Linked DNA regions of Mus musculus: region 1 is linked to region 2. A link is a contact called in public promoter capture Hi-C data. All regions are on one chromosome and are shown on one strand. Each heading gives the region's core, a stretch centred on a gene start, on an enhancer-like site or on the middle of the called end of the contact. The rest is flanking DNA. Distances are from core to core; before and after follow the strand shown. Region 1 holds the start of Ankrd22 (ankyrin repeat domain 22). Region 2 holds the start of Prkg1 (protein kinase, cGMP-dependent, type I).

Region 1 (5,588 bases), core at 2,558-5,057, 2.5 Mb before region 2:
GAAAGAGGGTGGGCAGGGAAGAAGGGAGGGAGAGAAGAAGGGAGAAAGGAAGGAAGGAAGGAAGATGAAAGAAAGAGAATAAGCACCAAAAAAGAAAGAAAGAAAAGAAAAGAAAGAAAGAAAGAAAAGAAAAGAAAGAAAGAAAGAAAGAAAGAAAAAAAGTTGGGCGTGGTGGTGCACGCCTTTGATCCCAGCACTTGGTAGGCAGAGGCAGAGGCAGAGGCAGGCAGAATTCTGAGTTCGAGGTCAGCCTGGTCTACAGAGTGAGTTCCAGGACAGCCAGGACTACACAGAGAAACCCTGTCTCGAAAAAAAACCCAACTAACCAAACAAACAAACAAAAAAACAAAACAAAAAAAAAAAAAGAAAAAGAAAGAGAATAAGCTTTACTGATACAAGCAGATTTCTGATCTCATCATATTCCTTTACTTAGCCCCTTCTAATGGGAGCCATCAGATGGTGCTAGAGAACTCATGAACCTCCTGAGTGTCCACAAGCACTCTACTAAACCTCTCCTGGGGGAATTGCATGCCATACAGCTTACAGGAGCCTTTCTTCCCTCCAAGGGACTTGGTTGCTGGGCAGCCAGGGCTGTCCTCATCTATAGACAGGACAAGATGGAAGCTTCTAACTTTGAGACCTTGGTGTCTGATTCAGACATTATTTCTTGACAGAAAATAATTCTGGAGCTTTTTTTTCCTCAAGGGACTTTTCAGTGGTGGGTTCAGCTTGGCAATCAGGCTTTCTTCTGAGAGCATTTTTCTACATCACATTCTAACACCAACACCACTCGAATCCTTTTCTCTCACGTCTAACTGACCTATTACTTTAGACTTATTTTCTTACCACCATTGTGGAGACCACATGGTCTTGCTATAAGGAGTTATCCCATGTGCTGTGGTTTGCTCATCAGAGTCCCTGGTCTCTACCTGCCATACAACAACCTCCCAGGTGCTAGGTGTGACATCAAAGTACCGTTAGGCATTGCTGAAGGTCTTTAGTTTTTAGTGACATACATTGCATCTTTTAGCATAAAGTGTTATGCTTAGTTTCAGAAACGGTCAAAATGTAAATTCAACTCAACATATCTGGTAGTTCAGTGGTTGAGATCCAGTGACCTAGAGTTAACTGCGTTTTACAAGTTGCAGTGGGGTCAATCGCCTTTTGATTTGCTGTCAAAGCTAATTCTTCATGGAAACAGTTGATTTTTTTTTTTTTTTTTACAGTTATAAACTGTATATGGTTCCTTTAAAACTACATGGCATCAACAAAGGCAGGAGACTCCAACGAGATGAATTGTGGTCTTCAGAGAAAACCACTTAAATAAAGCTTTACCGTTCGGGGTGGAAGGCTTGGCCAAGGAGCCAGCACCAGCCTTGGCAGTGGGGCGGGGAAAGGAAGAGCTCTTTCTTCACAAGTTAGCTGACAGAATCTACAAGGAGTTGTTACAGGATTACAAAAGATTTGCTTCAGAGAATGAATTTCCCAGTAGAGAAAGGGTGAATTTTTTTTCCCCCTAAGCTGATTGTAAGATGTTTAAATGTATTAGGAAATAAAGGAAAGCTACAAAGGGGCTAATACAGGGCTACAAAAGACTTGCTTCAGAGAGACTTCCCAGTGGGGAAGGGGTGAACAAGGTTGTTTACGAGTATTAAGAAACAAAAGAAATACAAAATCAAACCACAACGAACAGGAAGCAAGAAGTGGCTGCAACCTCAGCCAACATTGATGGCAGACATCTGTTTCCTTTATGACTCCTGGGAGTCAGGCTTCAGTGGCAACTTTGTAGCAGAGGTGTGTAATTCTTCTTAGGTCAACCATAAGAGTAACTCCAGGAGGCTACAAATAGAGCTTAGTGTTAGAGTGCTTGCCTCGGATCCACTGACCCTGCAGGAAGCCACAACAAAGCAAAAGCCCCCCCTCTTCAGGCTTCAGAATGGCCATCACTGGGGTCAAAGAGGTTTCCTGACTACTGACTACGAACCCATTGAACATTCTCAGATGACTGAAAACCATATCTACCAGCTTGAGATTATGACGCTCTCTGAAGCAGTACTTCTAAGAGAAAATGTGAATAACTTGGTAGTACTCAAAGCACAGACCGATTATTCACACTTAAGGGATCTGGCGTATTAACATGCTTGATCAGATAAACTGACAATTCCATTTTAGAGGTATAATACAGGAATTGATTTTAGAACCACTATTGGAGTAATTAAAACAATTTAGCAGTTTTCAAGTGTCATAAGCATATTATGCCAGAAATATAGGTGAACACCCTTGCATATTTTCATATCATCCTTTATTACTAATATAACAAATCCACAAGGTATAACAGCTTTACTGGAAGCAATCCGTGAAAAGTTCTTTTTTCCATGTGACAAGCACAAATTGGAGTAATCTTAATTATTAATATCCTCAGATCACACATGATATGTCACATATATGATATGTGTATATGTAGTTTACAGAATGACTATGGATAGTTTAAAAGGCTGTTCAATGAGTTAGAAGTTTGAAAACTGCCATCAGATAGTCTATACAGGAAGACCCTGTGGTGGTGGTAGATATAGGCTATAGGGTTGGAGTAGAGCTTCAGAGATGAGACATGGGACCTAGGCCACAGAGTCGGGAGAGCAAAAGGTAGGAGTAGGCCCACACTAATGATAGGGAGATGAGTGGATAGAAATTTGCTGTTGTCTGCATCAATAATAAGGAGTGAGCTAAGGTGATGTCCTGGGGACAATCAAGAGTTCTGTTTCCATTGGTCTCTTCATAAACAGGGCAGGAGGTCAGATGGATGCTCTTTGAGGCATCACCATCCATCCAGGTGAGAGTGTAGCATCCATTCCTCAGTTTGGAGTGTCTGCTAAGTCCCCAACCTACTCCTCCGATCATGATCATAATATGCCCATGTGTTTCTGCGATCCCAGTTCACAGCGACCAATGTGCCTTTCCTCCTTTAAGGAGTAAACTACTTTTCAGTTAGGGCCTCTCAGGTCATGTCAGACAGCTGCTGTTGCTCCTGTGTCCAGCAAGATGAACAGTCATCCGCCATTCTCACAATGGAGTCAAATGTTGCTTGTAAACTGAAATCTGTCAGGGCAAGGCACGGTCTGAATAAAACAAGTGTCACACAACACAAAAGAACTTTGAGCAGGGTTTCAGCTGTTCCCTACAGCACCACGATAAGAGATTATAGTAGCGATGACTGCAGGCACAGAAGGTGCTAGTGGCAGCGGAGGAGGCTGAGTCACAGGTACCACAACAGATATAGCAGGAGTCAGGCCTGGTGCTCCACAGCACCTCAGAGTGATCTACTTTGCATCTTTTTTACTTATAAAAAAAGTATGAGAGAGGACTTTGAAGGTTCTCAGAAGAATGACATTAAAACATATAGAAATGCTAATTACTCTCACTTGACCATTATATATAATACTTTTTGAATTATCATATAATACTGAATACATGTGTATAATTACCACACATCAATTAAAATAATTAAAAAAACTATTAAGTTAAGTTTAATTTATTAACTTACAGGGCCCTTTAAGTGTCTGGGGGAAAGGTGTAACTTGCTAGCCATGACTTTAAGGATTATTTACCTAACTAGATCCCGTGACTCTCACTAATGAGTTGGCTGACTATGATGGCCACTGAATGCTGGATTTCAATTCAGAAATTGCGTAAGTACAGAGTCCTGTTTTGAACTCTTCCTGCTGGCCTAAGAAGTTCCTCCTCCCAGCACCCCACCTGTGCTTCCTTTTTTACTGCCGCCTCCACTGGCAGAGGTACATGACTCAGAAACCGGTTCCCCTGGCTGTAACAGTGATACAGCTGGGATCATTACCTGTAAGCCAATGCCTTCTCTTCATAGCCTGTCTCTCTACAAGGTGTGTTGCTGTCACAGACTGCTGAAAAGGCATTCCCAGGTGTGGAAAGAGAGGGCTCGCCACCAGCTTGGACTTCCAGGGACCTTATTTTCCTGGAAGAAATTTAATATTAATTAGAAACGCCTCTAGAAGATTCACTACTGCATTGTAGAGAGGGTGCGAATCCAGGAAGGACCGGGATGGGAATCCTATATTCTGAGGTAAGTCATAATTCTGAACATAGGAGTCCGAAGGGGCTAAAAATTTCTTTTGTTTTTCCACGATTAATTGTCTATCCCTGTTATCATGACTTATTTTCAATTCTATTTAGTGTTCCTTGTGAGTATTAAGTCAGGAAAGATCTCTTGTGATCCTAAGATATTTAGGGTTTATTTTTTGTTTTGCTTTGTTTGTTTTGGTATCTTAACACAAGTTAGACTGAAATAATAAGTTTTAGCTAGACTCAAGTTGAGAGTGATGGGATACATATTTTCTGACATCCTAATTGCAGAGGTGATACCGAAAAACGGGGCTGTAGCTATATTGTGTCTCAGTGAAATACACGAGGGCAAGAGAAACTCATACCTAATTGGATTTTCTAAAAAGCCAAATGATTGGCAAGCTTTTCATGGAACCCATGACTACAACAACACCTTGAAGCTTATTATGTGGAAGGAAGTTCACCTTTGGCAATTATTAATATAGGTTATCACCGTATAGACACAATGACAGGAAGTACCGCTTTGATATCTGGACTATTTCCTCTTGATAGCTGTCAGGACATTTTTCTACATTGAACATAGCTTACTACAATCAAATACATTTTCAATGTTTCAAAGGGTGATGTTTGAATAAGAGTATCAGAGGCACAGTAATGTTGTTGTGGTAGTGGTTCTTCTTCTTCTTCTTCTTCTTCTTCTTCTTCTTCTTCTTCTTCTTCTTCTTCTTCTTCTCCTTCTTCTCCTTCTCCTTCTCCTTCTCCTTCTCCTTCTCCTTCTCCTTCTCCTTCTCCTTCTTCTTCTTCTTCTTCTTCTTCTCCTCTCATTATTATTATTATCATTATTATTATTCATAACTTACTCCTTGTCTGACATAATTAACTTGCTAATCAGCATTCCATTCTCTAAGCTCAAGGGAGCCTCATTGATTTGGATCTGCTAGCATGAAAGGTGGTTGTTTGGTGCCTGCTTCCAATGAACATGTGCAAGCATGAATTTGCGACTGTGTGCACTTAAGTGTGTGAGTGCCTTTACTAAAGGCATTGTCTGCTTATTTCACCGTCCTGGGAATATCTTGCTCTGTGATTTTGATCTCACCAAGAAGTCACGTACATATGAGGATGTTAAAAGATATAATGTGAATTAACATTCTACTCTGGTAAATTTTCTAAGTGTCAGGGAGAGAAAATCATTCATAGTGAATTCTCTAGGACACTCACTCCAGAGTTCTGACTCACCTCATGTAGGGTCCACAAAACTAGTTTTGACAAGAATTCCAGCCATAACCTGTTCACCACCATCCTGAAAGTCAGAACTCCTGCTCAGGGTGGCTTTCTTTTTAGACTTTTATGTGCATGGAGATGAGCCCAATCTTGTTTAAGTGTAGATTAAAATCATGCATTGTGGCCCCCTAATTCTCTGTATATGTGGATGGTCCCTTAAACAGTACTATGGTTAGCCTAGGTTGTGGGGACAGCTGCAGTTTTTTGTGACTACC
Region 2 (5,032 bases), core at 2,194-4,693:
GGCAAAATGTCCACACTTTGGTCTTCGTTCTTCTTGAGTTTCATGTGCTTTGCAAATTGTATCTTGTATCTTGGGTATTCTAAGTTTCTGGGCTAATATCCACTTATCAGTGAGTACATATCTCGTGAGTTCTTTTGTGATTGGGTTACCTCACTCAAGATGATGCCCTCCAGGTCCATCCATTTGCCTAGGAATTTCATAAATTCATTCTTTTTAATAGCTGAGTAGTACACCATTGTGTAAATGTACCACATTTTCTGTATCCATTCCTCTGTTGAGGGGCATCTGGGTTCTTTCCAGCTTTGGCTATTATAAATAAGGCTGCTATGAACATAGTGGAGCATGTGTCCTTCTTACCAGTTGGAACATCTTCTGGTATATGCCCAGGAGAGGTATTGTGGGATCCTCTGGTAGTACTATGTCCAATTTTCTGAGGAACCGCCAGACTGATTTCCAGAGTGGTTGTACAAGCTTGCAATCCCACCAACAATGGAGGAGTGTTCCTCTTTCTCCACATCCTCACCAGCATCTGCTGTCACCTGAATTTTTGATCTTAGCCATTCTGACTGGTGTGAGGTGGAATCTCAGGGTTCTTTTGATTTGCATTTCTCTGATGATTAAGGATGCTGAACATTTTTTCAAGTGCTTCTCAGCCATTCGGTATTCCTCGGGTGAGAATTCTTTGTTTAGCTCTGAGCCCCATTTTTTAATGGGGTTATTTGATTTTCTGGAGTCCACCTTCTTGAGTTCTTTATATATATTAGATATTAGTCCCCTATCTGATTTAGGATAGGTAAAGATCCTTTCCCAATCTGTTGGTGGCCTTTTTGTCTTATTGACGGTGTCTTTTGCCTTATAGAAGCTTTGCAATTTTATGAGGTCCCATTTGTCGATTCTCGATCTTACAGCACAAGCCATTGCTGTTCTATTCAGGAATTTTTCCCCTGTGCCCATCTCTTCGAGGCTTCTCCCCACTTTCTCCTCTATGTTTCACTGTCTCTGGTTTTATGTGGAGTTCCTTGATCTACTTAGATTTGACCTTAGTACAAGAAGATAGGAATGAGATCCCCGATTCTTAAGGGTGAATCCACCATGGAGAACCTTTAGAATTTTGAGAATGAGACTGTAACTTGTATTTATGCTAAAGCTTGTGTGTGGGTCCCTCACTTAAGTACAGTTTAGTACTGAAAAACCTCCGTTTTGATAACAGTGCTGAATATGTATGGCTGGAGTGCTGTTGGAAACATAGTTTTGTGAGGTGGAGAATCACTTTATTCGTTTTCTTCTTCCCCCCTTCTCTTCCTTGTAGACAAGCTCTATACAAGCAATATATTTTGTATCTTCTGCTGGGAGACATTAATTAAGAGAGACTAAAAACAAAGTATCTGTTGCTTGTGATGCATGTTTATATGTAAACTCCTGGGTTTGTAGACCCCAAGAATAAAGCCGTAAGAAAAAATAGCATTAAGCATTTTCCCAGAGAAGTTGAGAATTCCCACAGGTTAACTGAAGTTCTGGATCTTTGCCTGAGAGGAGGAAACTGTCCCAGAGGGAAGATGCTGCAGGATGCAATTAGTCACACAATGTTGCAGACTTCTGCTCAAGATGACTTTTAAGAGAAATAACAGTTAATTCAGAACTATTATTTAACTGCTATCTTTTGAAAATATTTCCTGTCCTGTGGACTTTTTACATTGTACTCTGAAGCGAATTCAAAGCTTCTGGTTGTAAGGAATACACATGGCTCCATCTGTAGAGAGAACTACATCATAGTCTTTGTGGAAGAAGTTTTGTTAATGTGCTAGTGGCTAGTAGGCTTTCTCTTTCCAGCTTTCTTAGCTCAGATAGAAAATGTTGGCCATTTGAGGAAATAAATAGGCAACGTTTTTGTTGTTGTTGTTGTTGTTTAAGAGAGATTTGTGTCCTTGGCTAATTTGAGATTTCAGGCAGAAGTTTTGTATTGCAACTTAGTTTTAATGAATTTTCTATCTGTTTCGTTTAAGTGTTAAAGGGTGGGTAGATAGAATATGAGAATTATAACACGGAGTGTGAAAGAATAGCAAGTTTAAAGGTTCCCTTTCTTTCTTTCTTTCTTTTTAAGCTATAAGTTTGGACAAGCTGGTGAAGGTTTAGTTAACTATTAGGCACTTATGTAAGCATTAGGTAAATATTTTGGGTATTCTAAATAAGTGTTCCCAAGATGAGAGACCAATTCTTGGACTGAAAGAATGCCGCCTTCTTGCTAGCAGTTTAGCCCACACTGAGCAGTTGGTTCTGGCTGGTGAAGTGGTTGGGTTGAGAGCTAGTGTAGTGGGTGGGACAGTGCAATTACAGCTCCTGTAGTTTTCCCATCCTTTGTTGATCTTACCTCTTCCCCAAAGTTGGCAAAATTTTCTCATTAACTCCTGGGCTGTTAGGAAAGTAACGTTGAAAAGGTATGGTTCCCTTTCTGAAAGAATGTTTTGGAACTCCGCTGTGTTTTTTAAGCCCCCACCCACTTCACCAAATCCAGCAAATGGAAGAAGCCAGGCCTCTAGGGAACCATTCCGCAATTGATACTAGCACAAATGGGAGGGACCAGGGAGCTGCTGAGAGGCCTGCTCCGGCCCAAAATCCTTTGGGGTTTTGGCTTTTGCCCCTAGACGAATTCATTGATCTAAGTTTGGCAGGCAAGAATAGGGAAAATTAGGAGTGTGGAAAGGCTTGGGGGCGGAGGTCAGATACCCATCCTAACCTTCCTCAAAGGCACCTGGACGCCCGTGGAAATCCCTCCCAGGCACTGTAAGCTCTCACCTTTGGAGAGGCAAGTTTCTTTGCAAACCCTAGACACCTGTGTGAGGCGCTCCCCGTGGGAAAGGTGCTGTGGAGGACGCAAGCGCTCAGCCACACTGTTTTCCTCTGTGAGGCTGCGGTCACAATCCCTCCAGAAGTCAAAGCTGTTAGCACGCACAGTCTGCTCTGTCTCCCTTGGTCGCCAGGAACCTAGCCCCACATTCTGTAGCCCGGAGCCCGCTGACGCCTCCAGTTTGCTCCTGGTCCTCTCCCTCCCACCTCTCCACCTCCGAAGTAGCGCTCCAGCCTCGCTCCGCCCGCACAGCCCCAGCGCCCCCGAGCTTTATCAGGCTCCCCACACACATCGCTGGCTTCCTTTGGCACCCGGCGTTGGTGACCCGAGCCGAGCAGCCACCGCCTCCGAGCCCAGTCTCCCTCCTCCCGCCCGTGGGTCACTGCGCCTCCGGGCTTTGCTCCCCAAAGCGCCGCGGCTCCCACCGCCTTTCAGGTTCATCCTGGGCTGGACCTGTTTTGCTCATCCCTAAACCCGGAGAAGTGGAATCTGCACACTGAAACTCTCTGTGGCTGGAGCGGCGGACTGGGCATGCTCAGAAGCCAGGCTTGGCTTTGGTCTCAAGTCGAGGGAAGCTTTTGCACTCGCGAGGCAGCGGCGACTTTAGGGAAAGTTGATCCGAGAGGGGAGGAAGCCCCAAGACGCGGAGCAGCGGCAGGCAGGAGCCCCCGGCAGCCCGGAGGAGCATGGGCACCCTGCGGGATTTACAGTATGCGCTCCAGGAGAAGATCGAGGAGCTGAGGCAGCGGGATGCTCTCATCGATGAGCTGGAGCTGGAGTTGGATCAGAAGGACGAACTGATCCAGAAGCTGCAGAACGAACTGGACAAGTATCGCTCGGTGATCCGGCCGGCCACCCAGCAGGCGCAGAAGCAGAGCGCCAGCACCTTGCAGGGTGAACCGCGCACCAAGCGCCAGGCGATCTCCGCGGAGCCCACCGCCTTCGACATCCAGGATCTCAGCCACGTGACCCTGCCCTTCTACCCCAAGAGCCCACAGTAAGCAGGGTTACGCGCCCGGGTCCATGTGGCGCCCAGGCGGTGGGAAGCTGCGGGTCTCTGTATTGTCTGTCGGCCCCTGCCCCTCCCGCTTGCCATGTCTGTCCTCATCCTCAGAAATGTCTCATTTTCACGGCACTTCTTGAGGGGCTGTGCACGTTTCTCAGGGCCAGACTCCCTGCACATCCGTTGCCTTCGTGTCTTTGTCAGATGCCAAGGTATTTTTAAAATATACATACATATACGTTCATATATGCCACCTACTGTACATAGTTTGGACGCGCCCCAGGTGTGTGTCTGACCGTGTGTGTGAGTGGCTGTTGAACGGAGGAACCAGAATCCCCTTCTTCCCCAAAGCCCCAGCCAACCTGGCCAGCCGGAAAATCCTAACTGCAGGCTCATCAGACTGAAATGAAATGCGTTGATATTACCCTGACTTTCCAAGCTCTTGTGGCTCTCCTGGATTTTTCTACATGCCGCCGGCGCTTCATGCTGGTACCGTTCAAACCTGAGGTTCTGTCACCATCAAAGTGTAAAAGAATAAGAAAATATACATATAAAACAGAAGAATTTTTAAAATTTTCCTGAGTTGGATGACATTTACAATCCATAAATGGAAACCTAGTCTGTTGATTTTTTTTTTAAAAAACAATGTTTTCATAATATCCAAGAGAGAATATTACTTGTTTTTCCTAAAAGAATTTTCACATGGTTCCCAATGAACACTTTCATTTCCCCCCAGAGGGTTAATGTGTTTTCAGGGACAGTGTAGTCAAGCACATGCTATTTCCAGTGGGGACCAAGCTGTGTCTCACATTCAGGTCTCAAGCCACTGTGCTGCTAGCAGTTCTTGTGTGTTAGAGAGCAGTGTAGTTTTAGTGTCAGTAGGATTCATAACTTGGATGGGGACCCTGAATGAAACTTGTTACACAACACTCGAGCCCAGAGTCCATATGGAGAGTGAACAGCAGGGATGGGACAGCAACAGAACCAGAACACCATCTGAATGGCATTTTAATTAATAGTAATGACATAATTGGTAAAGCAGAGGATTCTGTTGTCCTGCTCTTAACTACATAACACGGCTGGATGACACATGTTACATAATAACAGAAGGTCCCTGGGAACCCTTTACTTCATAAACACAGGGGATTCATAAGAAGAGAAAGTAAATGCTTGGTTATTGCCAT

What was found. Promoter capture Hi-C pulls out the DNA fragments that hold promoters and counts their contacts.
Region 1: a contact with region 2 is called in a promoter capture Hi-C map of liver, with 3 times the contacts expected there. The contact joins the promoter of Ankrd22 here to the promoter of Prkg1 in region 2. A contact is called at or near these places in 2 of 39 promoter capture datasets (both in liver).

The regions. Positions count from the first base shown.
Region 1 is chr19:34,164,260-34,169,847 of GRCm38.p6, reverse strand. It overlaps Ankrd22 (ankyrin repeat domain 22), which reads left to right and starts at 3,807. Exons shown (of 6, transcript NM_024204.6): 1 at 3,807-4,093. The coding sequence starts at 4,073.
Region 2 is chr19:31,662,781-31,667,812 of GRCm38.p6, reverse strand. Prkg1 (protein kinase, cGMP-dependent, type I) reads left to right here and starts at 3,443. Exons shown (of 18, transcript NM_011160.3): 1 at 3,443-3,842. The coding sequence starts at 3,532.